Regions from separate parts of the Mus musculus genome. Here region 2 is linked to region 1. A link is a contact called in public promoter capture Hi-C data. All regions are on one chromosome and are shown on one strand. Each heading gives the region's core, a stretch centred on a gene start, on an enhancer-like site or on the middle of the called end of the contact. The rest is flanking DNA. Distances are from core to core; before and after follow the strand shown.

Region 1 (5,171 bases), core at 2,623-5,122:
TTGAGTTCCAGTCCTGACTTCCTTGGTGATGAACAGCAGCATGGAAGTGTAAGCCGAATAAACCCTTTCCTCCCCAACTTGCTTCTTGGTCATGATGTTTGTGTAGGAATAGAAACACTGACTAAGACACATATATATATATATATATATATATATATATATATATATATATATATATACACACACACACACATGCACACACACACACACATACATGTATGTAAAGAAATAGGCTTAAAAAACAATTCCAGGCTGCTGAGGATGTCACCCAGGTCTTAGCATGTTGGTCAGCATAGAGTAAACTTCCTGACAGCCAAGCTTACCTAATGTCCTGCAAATGTGACAAGGTCATGCATCTGATGAGCTTTAGAATAAACAAGATATAAACATAGAAACAGACCTATGTGTACGCTTATGTCTCACTATTTATTGAGAAGCTACAAAGACAAGTGGACAGAGGGAAAGAAAAGATGTCTCTTTGCTAGGTGAAGTGTGTATTACTGTATATAGTACTCCTGACTACTCAGTCAGTGAGGGAAGGGGGAAGGGTCTTGCATTATGGTGATTAAAAAACAAAGACCAAAGCTATTCCTAGGGGGCTGGAATTATGGCTCTAATTTTAAAATGACCCCAGTGCAGGTTACAGCATCCATGTTAGGCAGCTTACAATCACCTAGCAATTACAATTCTAGCTCCAAGAGCTCTGATGCCTTCTTTTGGCCTCCAAAAGTACCTGCACCCATGTGCACACACACACACACACACACACACACACACACCTAAAACTAAAATAAATCTTGGGGATGGAGAAATGGCTCCGTGGTTAAAAGCAATGGCTGCTTTTCCAAAGGTCCCGAGTTCAATTCCCAGCACTCTCCTGGTGGCTCACAACCATTCCAGAGCTTCCTTCTGGTGTGCAGCTATACACGCAGACAAAGCACCCACATACATAAACACATCTTCAAACAATAAACATAAAATAAATCTTTTAAACGTTTTAAGATTTCTTTCTAGGGCCTATAAATTCCTGACTTCATCCAGCTGGGTCTTTGTGAGTTAACTTGGAATTCATCCAGGAGCTTGTTATTAGTTATTTTGTTTTTGGTTTTTTTTGGTTTTTGTTTTGCTTCTGTGATAAAATATGATGAACAAAAGCAACTTGAGAAGAGGGATATTTTTGGGTTGATTTGGGTTTTTAAAAGGTTTTGTTTATTTGGGGCTTGTTTGTTTGTTTTGCTTATTGCTGGCGAGTCACATTTTCATCCATACACAGGATCAGAGAGGGAACAAGAAGTGTGAGTGAAGTTATAATCCTCAAAATATGTTCTGTGTCATGCTTCCTCCAGCAGCGCTCTACCTCATAAAGGTTCCAGAACCTTCCCTGTGTAGCAAGCACTGGAGACCAAGTGTTCAAACACATGAGCCTATGGGATCCATCTCATTCCAAGCACTGCACGCACTTCTAAGTCATACTTTGAATTCTCCATTATATGATTCACTCTGGCTCGAATCCATTACATCTGAAGTGAGTTTCTGACACACCTATGCGGGGTTGAGCGGCATAATTCTAAACGCCCTCTGTGGTGGGTGCCCTCTTGCTCTCTCTCAGCTTGGTACAAGGATGGGGAGAATGCTGAGGAGAGGGGAGTGGAAGCCTTCAGCTTCACCATCAGCCTCGGTGTTCTGTAGTTCATGACCAAAGCAACTTGGGGAGGAAAGGGTTTATTCTACCTATGGTTCCATATCATTGTACATCATCAAAGGAAGTCAGCACAGGAACTCACAACCTGGCAAGAACCTGGAGGCAGGAGCTGATGATGCAAGGCCACAGAGGCGTGCTACTTACTGACTTGTTCTTCATGACGTGTTCAGCCTTTGTTCTTATAGAAGCAAAGACCACCAGCCTAGGGTTGGGACTACCCACAATGGGCTGGACCCTCCCCCATCAATCACTAAGAAAATGCCCTACAAGCTTGCCTACAGACCAATCTTATGATCTCTCTCTCTCTCTCTCTCATATTTTATGTGTATGAATATTTTTTCTTCATGGGTGTCTTTGCACCACACAGGCTGGTGCTTGAGGAGGTGGTAACCCTGTGTGTGTGTGTGTGTGTGTGTGTGTGTGTGTGTGCGCGCGCGCGCGCGCACGTGTGTGTGTGTGTGTGTGTGTGTATTGGGAATCAAACCCAGGTCATTTGCAACAACAACCTGTGCTCTGAACCACTGAGCCAACTCTCCAGCCTTGCAAGCATTCTCTTAACTGAGGTTCCCTCCTCTCAGATGACTTCAGTTTGTGTCAAGTTGGCATAAAACTAGCCCGCCCAGCTGCTTACTGGATTGCTCCCCATGGCTTGCCCAGCTTGCTTTTTATATATATATACAATTCAGGACCACCTGGCCAGGGCTGGTACAGTGGACTGAGGGCTGGTACCACCTCCAGAGGGCTGGCTCCTTCCACATCAATCATTATCCAAGAGAGCATCTCCCAGACTTGCCTCCAGGCCAATCTGAAAGAGGCATTTTTCCCATCCGAGGTTGCCTCTTCCCAGGTGACTAACCACAACACCATTTTACCCAGAATCTTTTTTGTGTGTGTTACTTATTTGTGCATGTGATGCATGCCTGTGAACATACAGGTGTATGTGCTCATGCAAACATGTGCAGAAGCCAGAGCAGAACATTAGGTATCCTCCTGTATTATGTCCCATCTTTTTTTTATCTTGAGACAGGGTTTCTTGGTAAGCACCATTTTGTCCAGTGTGCTCTCAGGATCGACTTGTCTCTGTCTCCCAAGGCTGGTGGTACAGGCATGCACAGCAATGCCTAGCTTTGCACATGTGAGCTGGGTGTGTGAACTCTCACCCACTGAGTCTCTCCCCAGCCTTTAGAAATCTTTGGTTGGTTAGTTGGTTTGGTTTGGTTTTCAAGACAGGGCTGCTCTGTGTGTGTAGCCCTAGCTGTCTTAGAACACTCTCTGCAGACCAGGCTGGCCTCAAATTCAGAGATCAGCCTGCCTTCTGAGTGCTGGGATTAAAGGCACGGGCCACCATGCCTTTAGAAATCTTAACAGACTTTTTTTAAAAATAGAATTTATTAAGCTGACCTTAAAAGCTATAGAGAAAAACAATGATGAAGACCACCCAAACAATTTTAGAAAACGACAAAGTTGTCTCTATTTGTCTGATTTTAAAACTTACTGTAAGGCTGAAGGAATCCAGAATCTTGCATTGCACAGGTGCAGTCACACAGATCAGAGGAGCAGAACCCACCAAGCAGAAGGAGATCTTGTGTGTGTGACCAGCACTGATGCCCAAACTGTCTCCCAGGAAACCCTTACTAAACACCTTTGCTCATACACTCTCGGGTGTCTGCGGCTAAATTTGGGCCAAACACCTTGCATAGACTTGTCTGCTCTTTTGGACACCTTAGCCAAAAATGTTCTCTGTGTTACCAGGTTTATCAGGCTCTGAGTTCCTCTGAAGAAAGCCCTTCCTGTTACAAGGATAAGCACCAGCAATAAAGAGAAAGACAGTGGACCTCAGAGCAGCTGAGCAACCCCAGATGAGTTCTGGGTTTGGGTGTTTTGTTTTGTTTTGTTTTGTTTTGTTTTGTTTTGTTTTGTTTTGTTTTGTTTGAGACAGGATGTCAGGATTGCTCCGACTCTCTTCAAGCCCAGGGCAATCCTCCTGGCTCGGCTTCTGAAGTGCTGGAATTACAGGTATTGATCTATCGTGCCCACCCCTAAGTGGGTTCTGAACTCTTGTTTTACACAGCAGAATCGAGAGAAATTTGAGTGCCGCGCCATCAACTCTTGGGTGTAGCATTGCTCAGCCATTTGTTTGTTTTGAAGGTGTGACAAGGAAAATGGGCCCTTCCCAGAGCTTTTCACCACCAGGCCTCGGTGACTGAGGCTTGAGAGTGTCTCTAGAATCCTAGTTCAGCATTGTGGTGTGGCTGCTTCACACACCAGAGCCTAAGTACAAGCCTGTCCTGGCAGCCACAACGTCACCTATCAGGACCAAGCCTGCCTGCACAGGATGCCAGCTGCAACCAGACTTTCCGGGATGGTGGTACACCTCAGGGAATGGGCATGCCGGGAGGAGCAGGGTCTGTACCTGCCTTCTGGGTGGCTTCCAGCTGTTGGGATGGTTTTCTTTCTTGTAGTTCAGGAATAGGTGTGGAGAGAGGCAAGCTACTCTTCCCTTCCAGCTGTGGCTAATTAATTCAGAGGGCTGCCTCCACCAGTTCCTGTAGGGGCTGACATTCCTTCTGTTTAAGGACTTGTTGCAAAGAAAAGTAAATCTTTTCCCAGGAGGCCAATGAAAGGAAACTATATTCTAAAACAAGGATACACCCAAACGTGCGTTTCAAGTCATCCTCTTACAAACACTTACTAATGTTGAGTTTAATAATTGTCAGGCAACATATGCCCAGAATCCCAGCACTTAAGATGCTGAGGTAGGAGGATTGCCTTGAGTTTGAGGGCAGATGGACTACATGTTAAGTACCAGTCTAGCTAAGGCTACATAGCAAAGACCTTGTGTGTGTGTGTGTTGGCATGAGGGTTGGGGGGGTGGTGGTCTTCTTATAAGAGAACCTTTCCTCCTGCCAAACAAATTGAACTTTGAAATCTCTACTTTGGTCAATAATAATACTTTATTTTAGAATTTTCCAGTGCTCTTAGCAGAGGCATTAAATCACATTCTTTATGTCAACAAAGAAACCACAGTTAAGAGATTACAGCTCACAGTTAAAAGATTCATTAGCTCCCATAATCTATGGTCTACTTGCAAACTTCAAGTTTGTCAAGACAAAAATACAGCGGGCATGGTAGTGAACACCTTCAATCCTAGTGCTCGGGAGGTAGAAGCAGGCAGATTTCTGTGGATTCAAGGTCAGCCTGGTCTACATGGTGTGTTCCAGGTCAGCCAGAGCTACAGAGTGAGACCCTGTCTCAGAGAGTCATAAACAAAGTAAAACAAGAAACTGTGCAACCATGAGCCAGTCACTTCCACAATCATATTGTCCCTCTCTGAGCTGTTAAAACTCAACTCCATGACAGGAAGAGATGAAAGCAAAGTCTATCGAAGCTCAGCTTGTAGCAAGACTGAGTAGGTGAGCAATATTTGGATCTATAGTGTATTTGTGAGTATCTATCACCAGCACTCTTG
Region 2 (5,293 bases), core at 564-3,063, 55 kb before region 1:
TCTAATGAGAAAAGGTATCCTGCTGCCTGAGAAATAAATAAATTTAAACAGAAAACGAGTTGCAACTGGAAGGACTGTCGGATCTCTAAAACTGCTTGCAAAACAAAACGCCATCGGAGCCATTAGGTTTCTCCTCCTCCGCCTGCGGCCACTGCGCTGCGAAGTATTAAGGTAGTGGGGCGGCCGCCTCCAGAGGCGCGACCGAGGTAGGGCTGGGAAGGGGCGGGTCGCAAAAGTCTCACGGCTCACGTGGGCTTGCAGAAAGCAGCTGTGGGGACCGTGTGAAAGGATGCTCATTACCTTCTCCCACCCACCAGTGACTCCCTCGCTGTATTTACCCGACTATCCCGGGAAGAGGACCCAGCCCTTTGTGCCGTGGGTTCCTCGGCAGCTCCTAATCCTGGGCGCCACAGTGCTTTCTCCAGGGTCACCCTCTCAGCCAGAGCTGGAGCCCATTTTATACAGATCAAAGAGATGACTAATACTGAGCCCAGAGCCACAATTATTACAAAGTCTCCAGGAGACTAGGCTGATTTTTTTTTAAAGGTGCGGAGCCTCCGGTGCGATCCCGGTGACCAAGTGGCCAGAGTGGGGAAAGGGGAGCGAGCGGAACAGACCAAGTTTGCAGCCCGTGCCCAGAGGCTATCCCTACAAAGGAACCCATTTGCGTGACAGGGGACTTTCAGGCTCCGTGGAGGGTGTAACTTCCATGCAGATACCCTCGGGTGGCCAATAACCTAAGGGCCTCCGCCGCCGTCGCCCTGGGGTGACCATGAGTTGCAAGTCCTGAGTCCCTCCGAGGCCACCGGGCAGCAAAGGGAACTCCACCCCTTCACAAGTTTTATTTTTCGTTAGTTTGAAAGCTGGGTTTTGGGGCCGCAGCTCCGCCTAGCCCGACCTCCCACCTGCGGTCTGGAACAAAGGCAATCACAGCTGGGTCCACTTTGCAAGGGACAACCGGGGGTGGGGAGGAAGAGGGTACGACCAAGGAGAGACCTGCGTCCCTGCCGTCCATTGCTCCCCTACACAGTGGAGGTGGAAAAGAGCCGCTTCTAGGATAGAAGAGAGGTGAGGACCGTGGGACCCTGCGTAGGCTCACGGTAGGACTGTCGCCTGGGTCCCAGCACACACCCAAGCTCCCTGTTCTCACTGGCTAGCGCTGGGCGTAGGGACACCCGTTCCTGCGCTTCCGTGACCCGGGGCAAAGCACTTTCCTCGGCCTAGACCTGGGTTTCCTGGTTGGCCCAGGAGGCGGGCCACTACCTGACCCAAGATTTGGGACTGAGCTAGGTGGCGGCGGGCTGATACCCACCAGTAGCCGTCGGAGTTCTGGTCGTTGACGGTGCAGCGCCGGGAGTGGGAGTAGAACGTCCTGCTGGTGCCCCCGCCGCCGCCCCCGCCGCCCCCGCCGCCGCCACCGCTGTAGGTCATCTCGTAGCGCAGGTCCGGGCCGGACTCCGCGCGGGTCATGCGACCCAGCGTGTTGATCCGCGGGTGGGAGCCGCCGTTGCAGCTCATGTCTGCGGTCACTCAAGAGAGCCGCTCAGCGCCGCGGCATACGCGAGGCGTCGCCTCGGAGCACGCGAGGGACTCCGGGAGAGGAGCGCGGAACGCGGAGGACTGGCGAGGGCTCAGCGCTCCAGCAGGGCGGAGACGGGGACGGCGACTGGCTAGGCGCGGGAACCGGAGTGGAGCTGTGGCTCGGAGGGCAGCGAGGGCTCAGAGGAGCTGGGTCGCGCCTGGGTGTTGGTGTTGGTCGAGGCGGTGCGAGTCTCCTCCCCGCTGGCACCCGGCGCCCAGGCCACACCTGGTCGGCTTCTTCCCAGGGCGAGGTGCGGCTGCCTCGCCTCCCCCGCCCTCCCCCCCGCGTGTCACCGACGCCTGGGGCCGCCCTCCCCAACCTGCGGCTCCGCCCTGCGCCACCGAAGCCTGAGCAGAGGCGAGGGGCGGGGACCTGGCGACTGGATCCCCGTCGGAGGGCTGCGACCCCGCGGGACTTGCTTCAGGCTCTAGGAGCCACAGTGGCACACCTTTGGAGGATTTCCTACTCCCCCAAGAGGCGGAAATAAAGTGGCTTGGGAGGGTCACTCCATGGGACGACTCTAGTGAAATGTTGACTTTTTGCTTATCCCAGGAAACCATGCCAGCTTCTATTTAAATAGCCCCAAGAGTTCGATTTCTGTTGTGTAAAAGATAATTTAACAGAGAATCCCGAAAAGGGCTTCTCCAGAAATATTTTGTCATGAGGGACTTAGTTCAAGGCTAGACTGGGCTTCATAGCAGGACTTTGCCTGAAACAGAAACAAGACGTGGTTTTCCATTTCTCTAAAAGAATCATGAGCACGTTTGTCCCCTGTAGACTCCTGAGCCCCAACTTGGGTCCCTTTCTGCTCCCATGAAGCCTGAACAGATACCGTTCCAGATGAGTAACACATTCCACCGATTGGTTCCAAAGCCACTCCCAGTTAGCAGATGAGTGCAATTTACACCGTAGTCTCCATAAACTGACTTTAGATACAGACCCCTGTACACTAGCCATTAAAAGCTGTTTAGATAACTTGGGGTGGCGTTAAATGCTCTCTAGTAAACACCACTTAAAGATCTTGGTAATAAATATTTCTTGTCTCCCTGAATAATGTCTGTTAGCTTTCCTGTTTGTACAATGTATTTCTCAAATGTTCATGAGCTGGTTAAAGCAGCCCAAAAACTAAATACCAAACTACATTGGTATGCTGTAAAGGAGAAGAGGAGGTTTTCTAAATATGTGCCCTATCTAATTCTGCAATGACACTTCCAAGTTTTGGACACAATTTTTGACAACAGATCTTGCTTGCACGTTTGCTTCCTGATTGCCCAGAGCAGACCGACTTAAATCCAAGGAGTCAAACGCACAGTGAGATAACAGTTTACCACGGTTAGCTCAACCACCCATATCTGCCACTGTTCGACTACCATCAATTTCCTCTCGTTTCTAACAACAAACTCACCTGGCCAAAGAGCTTGTAGACAAAAGTGCTTTGTTTAGAAATAGAATCCGTATCCGCAAGTCAGCCTCCACACAAACAACCCATAGTATCCGGAAGACGTTTGGGTCGTCAGCAAATAATGCACGGAATTTGATTCGGAATGTTTTCCTTCTTATGCATCTTGTTTGTCCAGTGGATAACTATAACACACTGTATGGAAGGGCCTGTATCAGACTGTGCAAGACAACGATGACTAACGCACAGCCACGGTCCTCATAAATACTATAGTAGAACCTCAGTTTCAACCATTTGGAGATCTCCTTTCTCCAATACTGAAAAGGATGCACAGTCAACCTGGAAATTCATCTTAAATACAATCCATTCTTCTATGAAACACCTCACAGCAAGAAAGGCTCTCCTCCACCAGAGATAGCTAGCACATCTGGGTGCTCACATTGGTTAGTCCGTAGCTGGGCTGCCCGTACTCCCCCCTCCCCAGACTCACAGCTGGTCAATCTATTTACAAAGCAGGGGAAGATGGGAAAACACAGCCCACCAGATGTAGGTTTATGGCCATCCTTGCTTCCTGACCTACCTCATTGCATCTCGCTCTCCTCCAGGCCTTCCCAAGAATACTGGTGGCTCTAAAACTAACCAAACATGCCTGTCTGGGAAGACTGTGATTTCATTTATCTTTCTCTAAGGCGAGCCAGGAAGATAAAAGGGTGAAATAAGTAGGTTGACATGCTAGGGAGGTGGACTCCAGACACACACATGACATTAGTTGTCTAGGCTGTTTCAGGTCATGCTAAAGGACGAACATCGGAAGACCATCATCATAATGATGTTATAATTCACTCAGGCTAGAGCTCAGCTCAGAAAATGGAATATCTGCCTTACCAACGTCTAGAGTAAGGACCAGAGATGAAGTACCACATGGAATCATTCTTAAAGATGGAAAATATATACAAAGCTTAGGGTGCCAACTACTGAACCAAAAGTTCTTGGCTAGATGCGAAGTGTCCGTCTTTATCTCGAGGTCAGAAATCTCCTCTTTGTTAACATGCATTCTATGAGGAGTCATATTGGATATCAGCGAGGGCCAGCCCACAGGCTCAATGTTAGACACACAAAGGTGGGTAAGATGCAGCCAGCCCTTGCCCTGAAGGAAATCAAAATCTGGATTTGGAAAGAGATCACAACAGTGTATGCTATGATTTTCTTAGAGCCATGAGGGTCCAGTAAAGGGCTGAAAGGTCTGTTTCTTACAACCAGATTTGTGGGTTTTGTTGTTAGTTTGATCATTGGTTTTGAGTTTTCGAGACAGGGTTTCTCTGTGTAGCCCTGGCTGTCCTGGAGCTCACTCTGTAGACCAGGCTGATCTCAGAGATCCTACTGACACCTCCTGTCTCCCCCACATCCTCACCCCCACCCCCACAGACCACACCACACCACACCCCCTCCCCCAGTACTGGAAGGAAAGGTATGCACCACCACTGCCTGGCTTACAACTGGGGTTGAAAAGCACCAGATTTAGCGTCTGGAAGTCTTCACTTGCTGGGCTGACGGAGGTCAGCTATTTTTTCCCCTGCCACTTGTAGATAGCTTCCCATGTAGTGACAGAGACAGTTTCCTGACAGGCAACCTTGTCTCTGGTTAACCTTAGAAATGACCTTGCAGCTAGGAGATAGTCCTCGGCCTTATCCTGAGCACATGTAAAACTCTAAACAGAACACCTTGGTTTCAATGAGGTTAACAGGAACCATTCACTGGCTCAGAGTCCTATGGGTGCCCTTATTATCTCTTTGTAGTAAGTGGCACACGTTTGTTCCAAATCATATACAGCAGTTCAAAATGGCCAGCTTGCCTGCTAGAGGAAGAGTATTCTAATAAATTAGAACACACAAAAACTTAGGCTAGAAGTATGTGCAATAAAGAAGACGACCTATTAAATTGGCAGAGAATGTTTTAGTTATAGAGTATGTAGTTCTGGGAAGAAGCACTTACTTGTCTGACACATTTGACTCTGGGCTTGATCCAGTACACTACAAGTGTGTGTGTGTGTGTGTGTGTGTGTGTGTGTGTGTGTGTGTGTGTGTGTGTGTATGTGTGTAAAACATAAGTATATACAACCTTTCCTACTTTTCAGAGATTTCATTGAGGAAAGCATTTTGATAAAGCAAATAAAATCTATTTAAACCCAAACTATCTTTATTTCTATTGGCTTAGATTTCCCGATTAACAGGAGAATTTCTCTGTTTTCAGTGACTTTCATCTGTTGGTTTTTTGTTTTGTTGCCAAGGAAGGTGGCATACTTGGTAAAAAAA

The links. Promoter capture Hi-C pulls out the DNA fragments that hold promoters and counts their contacts.
Region 2: a contact with region 1 is called in a promoter capture Hi-C map of trophoblast stem cells, with 2.2 times the contacts expected there. The contact joins the promoter of Dsp here to the enhancer-like site in region 1. A contact is called at or near these places in 8 of 39 promoter capture datasets (the 3T3-L1 cell line, the HPC-7 cell line, embryonic stem cells and 3 more), 1 of 15 datasets of contacts at CTCF or cohesin (embryonic stem cells), 16 of 484 Hi-C or Micro-C datasets (embryonic stem cells, epidermal suprabasal cells, extraembryonic ectoderm and 4 more), 15 of 115 datasets of contacts at active chromatin or transcription factors (a colorectal cancer cell line, embryonic fibroblasts, embryonic stem cells and 7 more) and 1 of 9 other capture datasets (adipose tissue).

What each region holds. Positions count from the first base shown.
Region 1 is chr13:38,095,247-38,100,417 of GRCm38.p6, reverse strand. No RefSeq gene overlaps it. Among named protein-coding and RNA genes, the nearest start is that of Dsp, 53 kb to the left of the region's middle. Within about 2 kb of position 3,872, at least 14 of the 459 cell types and tissues checked have an H3K27ac peak or open chromatin away from gene starts, as enhancers often do. A contact at or near this core is called in extraembryonic ectoderm and trophoblast stem cells, where this site is marked.
Region 2 is chr13:38,147,814-38,153,106 of GRCm38.p6, reverse strand. It overlaps Dsp (desmoplakin), which reads right to left and starts at 1,813. Exons shown (of 24, transcript NM_023842.2): 1 at 1,313-1,813. The coding sequence starts at 1,518.